2 separate regions of the Mus musculus genome follow, and region 2 is linked to region 1. The links are chromatin contacts, called in public ChIA-PET maps. All regions are on one chromosome and are shown on one strand. The core of a region is the stretch at or near the end of the contact, and the rest is flanking DNA. Distances in the headings are between cores, read along the strand shown.

What was found. ChIA-PET counts read pairs in DNA pulled down with a chosen protein or histone mark.
Region 2: a contact with region 1 is called in an RNA polymerase II ChIA-PET map of memory CD8 T cells, with 3 times the contacts expected there. The contact joins two enhancer-like sites. A contact is called at or near these places in 5 of 484 Hi-C or Micro-C datasets (embryonic stem cells, nephron progenitors, neural progenitor cells and 1 more) and 3 of 115 datasets of contacts at active chromatin or transcription factors (the 230-238 cell line, CD8 T cells and memory CD8 T cells).

What each region holds. Positions count from the first base shown.
Region 1 is chr14:78,379,717-78,384,943 of GRCm38.p6, reverse strand. No RefSeq gene overlaps it. Among named protein-coding and RNA genes, the nearest start is that of Gm30662, 50 kb to the right of the region's middle. Within about 2 kb of position 2,668, at least 111 of the 459 cell types and tissues checked have an H3K27ac peak or open chromatin away from gene starts, as enhancers often do. A contact at or near this core is called in CD8 T cells and memory CD8 T cells, where this site is marked.
Region 2 is chr14:78,455,870-78,461,189 of GRCm38.p6, reverse strand. It overlaps the pseudogene Gm4821. Among named protein-coding and RNA genes, the nearest start is that of Akap11, 78 kb to the left of the region's middle. Within about 2 kb of position 1,854, at least 65 of the 459 cell types and tissues checked have an H3K27ac peak or open chromatin away from gene starts, as enhancers often do. A contact at or near this core is called in CD8 T cells and memory CD8 T cells, where this site is marked.

The sequences.
Region 1 (5,227 bases), core at 1,419-3,918:
GAGGTTGGCTAGCGATCACTTCTTGTTCATTTCCTGTTGAGTAAATTCTGGGAATCACCTTGGATTAGATTCATTAGAAGCCAAAGAGAGCTGAGGTAAAGTCATTTGAAGCCATAATGGCAGCTGCTTAATGAACTATTGGACTGCCTAAATCACAGGATTTAAGTCTGAAGAGTAACACAGAGAAGGGACTATTTATAAATAATCTTTCTTGAACAGCTGGGTGGAATTTGGGTCCATTCATTGGATCCATGTTCAGCATTTCCAAAGATTAAAAATGTGAATCATACCAATGAAACTGGCATTGGCTGACTTCAGAATATCACCACATCAAACACCCAGTTGGCGTCAGGGAAGGAAGTTTGATGTCACTGTATGTTGCCTATATGTTTTCTTAACCCAACAGCAAGCTTCCTGTGGAACCCCTAGAGCTGATGGAATGTCTTCATAGATGACACATAGGTTGTCCCAACACTCCTACCATCTTTTTATACTTTTGAGCAAAGTCATCCAGCCAAAAGCCCATTTGGAAAATAAATTCTGAGTTATATACATGAGAGGACAAGAGAAAAAGACTTACAAATGACCTAAGGTAGAAATCATATAGAAGATACTGAGCTGGGGAAAAGCTGAAATATGATACATTTACCAAAATAAATCTCACTTCGGGTCACTATTATAGTTACACGGTTTACCAATCAGCCAACTTACCATTTAGATTTTTTTCCTCTTCTTTTTGTCAGGAGTGTTATTTACACATGTTATTCTTCTTCAGCTAAAACTTTCTCTGCTTAACTAACTCTGGCCTATCTTGATACTTTTCCAAAAGAAACAGAGAGAAACACACTAGCAGAAAGTCCAAAGGCACCCCAGGAGTCAAAGGCAGCTTTGGGAACCTTTCTGGACTCTCAGGTCTCTGAGTTCTTCAGAGACCATAGAAATCAACAAACGTAGGAACAACTCTATTCTCTAGAACCAATATTTTCTGTGGGGAAAAAATAACCAAAATTTACCAAAAGATTCTGATAGAAACTGTCTTCATGCTTCCCCTAGTGGCTGGGTTCTCATCCAGAAATGGCCCAGACCCAGTGTCTGGTGTCTTAACAAGGGTCAAGAGGGGCCTGACTTCTGTTTTTGATGTTTTGTCCACGTGCCTGTTAAAATGGGGAGGGAGGTGCATTTGATTCTGGATTTGTTGACTCTTGTGCTTGGGTTCTGGAGCTCTTTGTGTCCTGTCCCTCCCAGGGACAGAGACCGGGACATATCCTGGAAACGGTCTGGCAGTTCACTGTCCTTGAGTTCTCTGTGGGTGAACTCAGGCAACCAACAACTCGGTGACTCTGGCAGCTGTTTTTGTTTCCCAGTCCTGGGCACCTTGCCCTGCAGCCTTGTACACGGAGGGTGATGCCTGGCATCCTGCCCAGTGCCACCAGGAATGAGTGCAGCCCCAGGGAGTACTGCCAAGTCATGTTGGCAAGCTGCTTTCTGGCCACTGGATGAATGCATTGGTCTGAGCCCTGAGAACAGTGTGACAGGAACATCGGGAAGACAGCACAGAGTGCTGGATGCAGCTGTGCATCCTGACTCCATCTTCTCTTTGTTTACACACTGCTCTCGCCTCATTGTGCAATTGTGGTGACTGAGGCGGCTGTTCTCTGGATAGAAACCACGGGCTTCACTGTCCTCCCTGTCTGTAGTAGCAGCAGCAGCAAAATATTAGTGGGAAATCATGCTGCCCGAATGGGTTCTGGTTGAAGTCAAAAGACTGAAGTCACCTCAACGATAAATAAGAAAGCAACTCTTGCCAGTCAACACAGATTTTGTAGACCCGCTGTTGGTAAGAATGTGGTGCAGTGAAGTCTGAAGTGTGAAAAGTTGCCACACTCCTCATTTGCCATTTGAGCCCCTTAAAGGCTTTCAACACACTCCTCAGCCTTGCCTTTTCCTATTTCAATAGCTTTGCTTCATATGGAACTATTTTTCAAATGTAAAAGAACATGTAAGTGAGAGAGCTTGCAACTCTAGCTGAGAAACCACTTTGTACCTTGATTCCACCTACCCCCCCTCCCCCCCGTATAATCCGTATAATACAGTTTGCTTGTTCATTTGGCCAACATCAGTTGAGTATTTTGCTTCTATCAGGCACTAACTTGGGTTTGGTTCCTCTCCCACGGGGCAAAATCATTATTCAGGGACAAACATCAAAGCAAAGAGCTTACTCTTAAAGAGGTAAGAACCAGGAGTCTTGAGAATATGGAGACCAAAGACACTTCTCCTGGGATCATGGAGTGCTGTCATGATGCTTTGAGCCGAGTCTAGGAAAATGAGGAGTGATTACACCAAGCCACTGTGAGGCTGTGGCAAGATCGATCAAGGAGATGCATTGTTAACCAAGGAGACAGTGAGGAGGGCAGGAAAATGAGTGAAGAGCCTTCGGGAACTGAAAACAATCCACAGCAGCAAGGTAAAGGAGGCAGGAGCTGAAATGAGCCCGAGTCTGCATCCCTACCTTCTCAGTAGGGTTGCCTGGGCAAATGATTTCACCAGCAGCATATAAACTAGAGAAATATTGAGAGTTTTCCTGATATAGCAATATATTGTTACTACAGTAAATCTCATGTCAGTATAAAAAAGGAAACAGGAACTATGTAAAATCTCTCCTCTACATCAGTGTTTTGATGTGTGTTTTCATACCTCTGTGCAAACCCACAATTACTGTCTGTGATGTCTGAACTAAGAACGAAAGAATGGAAAATGGCAAAGACAGAGGAGCCCCCCACAGACCCCAGGAAGAGGGACCAGCCTGAAGAAGACACTAAGATGAGGCTGGCTCAGGGAGGGATGGAGGGTGGGAGTGTGAGGTGAACCTGAAGACGGGCGGCAGGACACGTGGAGCCACACAGGTCAGGTCCATTATTTGGGCAACTGAAAGATTTGACTAGGGAATTGACAAAACATGGTCTTTCTTTTCAAGAAGACTAAGAGCAGCCAGAGGGGAGCCAAATGCAAGGGGGCCAGAGAGGATGCAGGGAAAGAAGTGAGCTGGGCAGGGAGCTCGTGGTAGTGATGTCTGATACAGAGGGATTGCCTCATTCCAGCAGACTTTGGAAATGCAATCATAGGGTCTAATGATGGATTAGTGTGGGTTCTGAGGGGCAGGAAGGAATGGAGAATGAACTGAATGTGAGCACTGTGTGATGGGGCTGTAGATGAAATTTAGTTTCTCCTTTGTCTATCTCTGTACTTTTTTTTTTTCATTTTCCTTTAGAAAAATAATTAAGTTAAATTGTATTATTGCTCTCAAATAGGCAATTCTTTGAACATATCAGTTTTAATAATTATGTACAAGGCATCTGACTTTAGGAAAAAAATGATGTCATTCTTACAGGAACCGAGATGACAGCGTAGAAGTAATATATGTAACACAACTTTAATCACGTGGTTGCCATATATAAGTTATAGCATATGTAAATGATCATGTACACACATCACACATAGAAACATACAAATACACAAATACAGAGAGAGAGAGAGAGAGAGAGAGAGAGAGAGAGAGAGAGATCTTCTTAGTGCCTGTATATATAACACTAAGTGTCAGTAGAGCACTAAGCCACAAGTGGGGCATTGGTACACTCATCCCAGCAAAAGGCCCAGAGACCACTGAAAAAGAGGAGTAGGAAAGATGATAAGAACCACAGATCAGGGAAAACAGGACCAAACAGTGTCTTTTGGGTATGGTAAGACCGATAAACTCATGAATCACAGCAGCTGTGGTTGTCTGCACAAGACCGGTGCAAGATCTAGGTAGTTAAGATTCTAGCATGCGATAGGGAGGGCAGTGTGATTCCTTATCTCAACTGAGGACAATTGTCAGTTGATGGCTTCTTGGGGAGGGGTGGGAATGGCTGGTTTCTTCAAGGTGTGGTTCATAGTAGGCCAGCTATGCTCAGGTGGATGGACCCACACCATTGATTATATAGCAGTTCAAATTGGATGCTGTGGGTTATTTAAAAAAAGAAGAGGACTTGAAGGGGGGAGGAGTGGGTGTGGATAGGTCAGGGAGAAGATTTAGGGGAAGATTAAAGATAAATACGATCAAAATATGTTGTGTAAAGTTCTCAAAGAATTTATAAAAATGTTATATTTAACAAAAGAGTATCTATTTCTATGTTCTTACTAATAACCTGCCATTTAGTTAAGGAAAATTGGTATTCAGGCTAGCTTTAAGTCTATTTCACGGAGGGAGAACATGCATATTTCAAAGTTTCCTAAATCACTCCTGTTTCCTTTTTGTATTCTCTCACTGTTGTCTGGTTTTATTTTATGTCAATCATATCACTTCTGTTCAAATTAACCTTTCAGCAGCATCTATATTTCCTGTGACCTAGTTCTCAGGCATTTAAAAATTATCATTGGATTAGAACACTCAGAGTGAAATTTATCAGAGGAGATGACCCCTCCCCAAAAGGGGGCGGGTTTGATGCCAGAGCACCTCAGAGGACAGGGCTAGAGTGCTATCTTTTGTTTAGAAATCTTTCACATACTAAGACTATTTCCTGGTGTGTTGATCAGTTTTTTTGTTTGTTTGTTTGTTTTCTGTAACAGAAAACCTGAGATCATCTGTTTGTTAGAAGGAACATTTAATTTGGTTGATGATATCAGAAGTTTCAATTCATGCTTGCTTGGGCAAGCTTGCAAGTTCGTCACGTGTGGCCTCTGCTGGCATAATTTGTCATGGCAGGAGTGCACTGCCGAAGATGTCTGGTGGCTGGGGAGTAGTTATCCTAGTTAATATCCTACAATATTATCCTAGTAGTATCCTAGTTAAGGGCGCATACTTCATGACATAACCTCCTTTCACTAGGTCCTGACTTCTAAATGTTCTACTATCTCCTGACAGTGCTATTGTCTGCTAGCCAAGCCTTGAACACATAGACCGTGAGTGACATTTCAGAGTCTGCCTGTAGCATTTGATGACCTAATAGAAATCAGGAGGGAATACTTGTATTGTGAAAACTCATGTTATTTTCCATTTTGATCCCCATAAAGAGCAACAAATTGTGTTACACATCCAAGGGCAAGTGATGCTTTATTTGTTTGTTTGTTTGTTTGTTTGTTATGTTTTGTTTTTAATAGTGGCATAGTTTCGTTGCAAAGTGGGATGAAGTTTTGAACAGTGTCCTGAGTGTTTAGGTACCACATGTGCACATTATAGTTAACATTTCTG
Region 2 (5,320 bases), core at 605-3,104, 77 kb before region 1:
AGGACCAGGCGGCCCAGCTTGATGACGGAGATCCACTCTTTGCCTTCAGCTTTACCTCCACGAGCCCCGTGGCCTCGACCAGGACCGCGGCAAGCGACCCTAAGACCAGCACCTAAAACTGCTGCGCCATTATGACGTCCTAATCCTGACGCCCTGGGTCGTCCGGGGCCTCCTGCTGCACCAGCATCCAACATTTGGGATTTTTCTGAATAGGAAGAAGGAGGAGGAAGGAGGAGAAGGAAGAGGAGGAGGAGGAGGGGGGGGGGGAGGAGGAGGAGGGCGATGACGACAACGACGAGGACAACGAAGACAATGAGAACGGCCAGGAGGATACTGAGTATAAGTTGAAGGCTGAGGGGATCTGACACAGAGGATATTAAGCAGCAGAAGGGTCTACTACAAGGGTCTATTTTCTAAGACCCCTGTAAATGTTTCCAAAGAAACGGGCTGCAGCAAAGCAATAGCCTCCTTGCTAGATCCTTTTCCTCCATCTCCCCTCCCGCTTGAGGGCAGACTCTGAAGGTGGGTGGCCTGTGATCTATGATCTCAGTGCTCCTCCTCTGTGTTCTGTTGGTGATAATTTAGAAGACATTAAAATAGAGACCCAAGACAGAGACTTTCCTGTCTGTTTTGTTATCCTCTGAATCTTCAGAGCCTAGCCTAGCAGTACCTAGCTCAAACAAAGTGACAAAAAAAAAACCCCAAACAAACAAACAAACAAACAAAAAGAAAAACAAACAAACAAAAAAAACCAAAAAACCCCAAACAAACAAACAAAAAAACCCCAAAGCAAAGCAAAACAAACCTTAGAATGAGTGATTGGGTGTTGGCAGCATTTCTTCGACACCTTAATGTACTTAACACTTGTGTTAAGTACATTAAAAGACATAATGGAAGGTGTTGGGGTGGGTCTTTCCTTTTACAGAAAGCACACATTTCTGGCCAACATTATCACTTGATAGTAACAAGTGTAGCCAACTCTGTGTAGGAATTCATCCAGAGGTGGGAACCTGATAGGCTGCCCACATGCATGAGTCTATATTCTAATTCTTTCTTTTAAATTTATTACGAGCCCACAGACTGAAATTCAATTCTTCTTCTTTTTTTTTTTAATTTGCAAAATATAGTTTAAAAGATCCCAGTGTTTTTAAAGATTCTCATATTATCCGATTCAGGCTATTTTGATGCCTATAAATTTATAAAAATCAAATGTTCTGGAATTACAGACTCCTTTGAATGTTCCAGTGCTGATTCTATGCAACATAAGTAGCCTTTTGTTTTTAGGCACAGGGAATACATGATTGAAAGAATGATTTAATTCCACATCTGGGGGGCGGAACACAGCAGCACATTCTCTGTGATTATTCATGGAGCAAACGCAGCCTCCTCCAGAAAGCCACGGAAATTGTGAATAAAATTACCATCAGAGTTTTGTGATGGTGGTTTTCTGAATGTCACCAGCCATTCCGCAGGGAGAGATCAGCCAGAGTTCCCTCCCCTGTAGCTGCAATCCAAGGCCCTGGGCTCGAATCCTGTGTCTGGAGTCAGGTGACTCTCCCTTATCTGAACTGTTCATGGTATTCCTCGAGAACAAGAAGCCTGAGCAACACCTGCCTGCAAACTCAGATCCCTTACGTCAGCCCCACCGCAGCAGCAGCAGCAGCAGCAGCAGCAGCAGCAGCAGCAGCAGCAGCAGCAGCAGCAGGCACCGCCGCCACCTTCTCTGCCTCTGCCGGCCCTTTGCAGTAGGCACTGCCCTCAAAGACACAGGCTCCAACTTGGATGCACTGTACAGTTGGTCTCAGGGCTGGGGCCACTGGGCCATGAGTCAGTCTCTAAGGTCCCTCCAGGGAGGGCCATGCACCTAGGCTTGACGGCAAAGTGAGGTGCTGTTTGCTTTAGCTTTTGTCTGGTTACAGAGTCATTAGCCAGAAGGGAGCTCTGATGTCAGTGTGGTCTTTGTGGATTTCCTCAGTCAGTGTTTGTGAAGGAGATGCTATTAATGGTGTGGCATCCGGTTCAGTTGGATTTTACAATAGTGATTTTATTTTTCATTTCCCTTGCTATGGCAATTCGATATGCTCTCTTAAGTGCAACTGGACACATTACTGTGGAAGAAGTTGAAAGAAGGCAGTGCCTTTTCTGTCCTCGCCCCCCACAACCCCCTAGCAACAGGGGGCAGGGCATGAGTGCCATGACATCGTGCCTCTAGTCAACTTGGAGAACCTTATTATTTTCAGAGTCTGTCCCGGAACCACAAAGCTGTGGCTTAAATGTCTCTGGTCCTTCTTTGGGGCTCAGTGCCTGGAGTCAATGTTTGTGGTTCTGAGCTGGGTGGAACTCTTGAGAAACATGCTCAGGAGAGCAGAGGCTCCTGTTGGCTTCGATTTCCCATCTGTAAAGCAGAGATCTGAGAACTGATGAGATCCTATGTGCGGTCCAAGGCAGCAGAGTACCTGTGAGCTCTTAGGTCTTTGAAGGCAGGTGCTGTAAGCATGAGAGATAAAAGCTTCCTGAGATGAAACGATGGTCAGAGGTCTTTTGAGAGCTGACAACATTCACTGCAAATGATTCTCCCCTCCCCTCCCTCCAAGCCTCTGTTGGTTTGAGAGTTGAGTAGCTGGAGGAGAGGTGCTAGAATGTAATGTAACATCTGACTCTCTCAAAGTAGGGAGAGAGGAAAAGGGAAAGGGAAGGAAGGAGGAGATCTCCAGGGAGAGGGGAGGGAGGTGCTGGGGTGATCTAAGAGCTAGGAGGAAGGAGGCTCCAAGTAGGATGAACTGCTCTGTTTGTAAGATGCATCAGGCTCCTTCTAGCCCTTTCAAGGCTTGGCTTCACTCAGCCAAAGCTGTGCTACCTCCTCTTCATTTGGGATTAGCAAAGATCTCTCTGGTATAGGGCTGGTGGTGAGTCAGACTTTCTGGTCCTTGGTGATCGCCCTGCCCCAGCTGTTCTTCTTCATTGGTTGTATCCTCTGCTGAGCTCTTTAAGAACAAAAAGGCAACTGGGCTCTACCAATCTTCACACTATTCTTCTCATTGTGAGTCCCAAGAACCCAGCACAGAACTGTCCTCTAGGGAAGACTCACAACATAAGATGAGACCCCCATGTTGAGTGAGCCCAAGTGGGTGTCTGCAAGACACTTCTTTAAACAACCCAACTTTTTATTGGTTCTTTGTGAATTTCATACCATGCACCCCAATCCCACTCATCTTCCCCCTTCATACCCATCCCCCATCCTTGCAATCTGTCCCCCCAACAAGGAAAAATAATCTCATTGTGGAAGCTGTAGGGCATCACCCTGTATCCCAAAGTATACCCTTTTGTCCATATCTTCTTTGCTTACAAATGTTCATTTCAATGAGTTATTGGTCTGGTATGAGGCCTCTGGCTTCTGCTATTCTATTGATAACAGTTCCTCACTGGGCCTCCTCTCAGATGTCCTGTCATTGCCCTGTGTCATGGCAATCATATATATATGACAGGCCCCTTCACATACTCTAGTCCTGCATCGATGCGGTAGATGTTGGGGTTGGCCATGGATCTAGGCCTGAGAGGTATCTGAGCTGGCCAGCCTGCCTGCTCTCCCAGTCTCATGCCCTTGTGCAAGCTCGCCAATGACAATATACCCCTGACTCCACCAGGACTAGCTCTATCCTTCTGCTCAGGCAAGGTGCAGGGCTCACTCTCCTGAGTGTTGCAGCAGGTGAGAGAAGTGGCAGTCTCATGACCCTGGGGACAGCTTTCCTGTCTGCCATGGATGGTGATGAATGAGATAGGGGAGGAGGGAGTCTCTTCCTTGTTCATTCCATCACCCAGCAGACAAGAGGCGGGCCAGCTCTCCTCCTATGCTCACACCCTTGGGGCTGGCTCACCTGTAACTCCAGCCTTAGGGGCAGCTCTACTGTGTTGCCTAGGTAAGGGGCAGGGCCTGCTCTCTCAAGAGCTGCAGCAGATTGCACATTCGAGAGAAAACATGAAAATTTGTCCCTCTAAACCAAACATACTTTTGAACAAACAGCTCAGCAATCACTAGGCCTACTGCTCGTTGAATGAGATGAACACTCTGCGCATCCAAACATTCACAGCAGCTTCATTCATTGTCATTGGAAACTGGAAGAAACCCAGGTGTGTTTCAGTAGAGTACCAAGCCAACAAATATGCAGTGGAATATTACTCAGCAATAAAGGGACTTGAGCTAAGCTTCCCTGACGTACCATAAGGACATTTAACTGCTAAATGCTTATTGCTTGGCCAATGGAACATAGTGCTTGCCAAACACGCTGGCATTTTGGAGAAGGCAGAAGGTTAGTGAATGACCAAAGTTTGGAGGGTAAAAGGTAAGTAAGTTGAGTGAAAGATGGGATTTTAGAACTGATGAATCTAAAAAGCTATATGACTCAAAAATGGAATATGAATGGTAACACGAGCTTTAGTAATTAAAATGGATCTAATGCCAAGTCTATAATTAAAGGAATATACCACAGCAATGCCAAAAGTTAATAATAGAAAAAACCAAAACACAAAAACTCAAAAAAAATGTTCACACACTGATGAGGTGTATGGGAACTCTGTGCTAATTACTTTTTTTTTTTATGTAGCTAGAACATTTTAAATGGAGTCTGTTGATGACTGTTGTTTTTGACAGGTGGAAGAAGGTGCAGAAGACAGACTAGTATGCTATGCTGAATGCCAGCCAGGCCAGCAGAACTCTGGGTGGGATCTGGGCCAATTTCAGAACCTCCATATAGGGCTAGAGAGGTGACTCAGCTGCCAAGATCACTCTTGCTGGGATCTGAAGTTTGGTTCTTAGCACCTGCATCTCATGGTTCACAAACACCTGTAATCGCAACCTTGGGAGATATGAGATCTCTTTTGGCCTCTGAAGGCCTGGCACACATTAGTGCATGCACACACAGACACACACATGCACACACGCATCAAAACATGCCCTATATAAAGCTCTTGCTCTATAGGGTCCCCAATGAAAGAGCTGGAAAAAGGACCCAAGGAGTTGAAGGGGTTTGCAGCCCCATAGGAGGAACAACAATATGAACCAACTAGCACCCCCAGAGTTACCTGGGACTAAATCACCAACCAAAGAACACACATGGTGGAACTCATGGCCCCAGCTACATATGCAGCAGAGGATGGCCTAGTTGGACATCAATGGGAGGAGAGGCCCTTTGTCCTATGAAAGTTCTATGCCCCAGTGTGGGGGAATGCCAGGGCTAGGAGGCAGGAGTGGGTGGGTTGGTGAGCAGGGGGACGGGGAGGGGATGGGGGGAGGGTGTTTTCGGAGGGGAAACCAGGAAAGAAG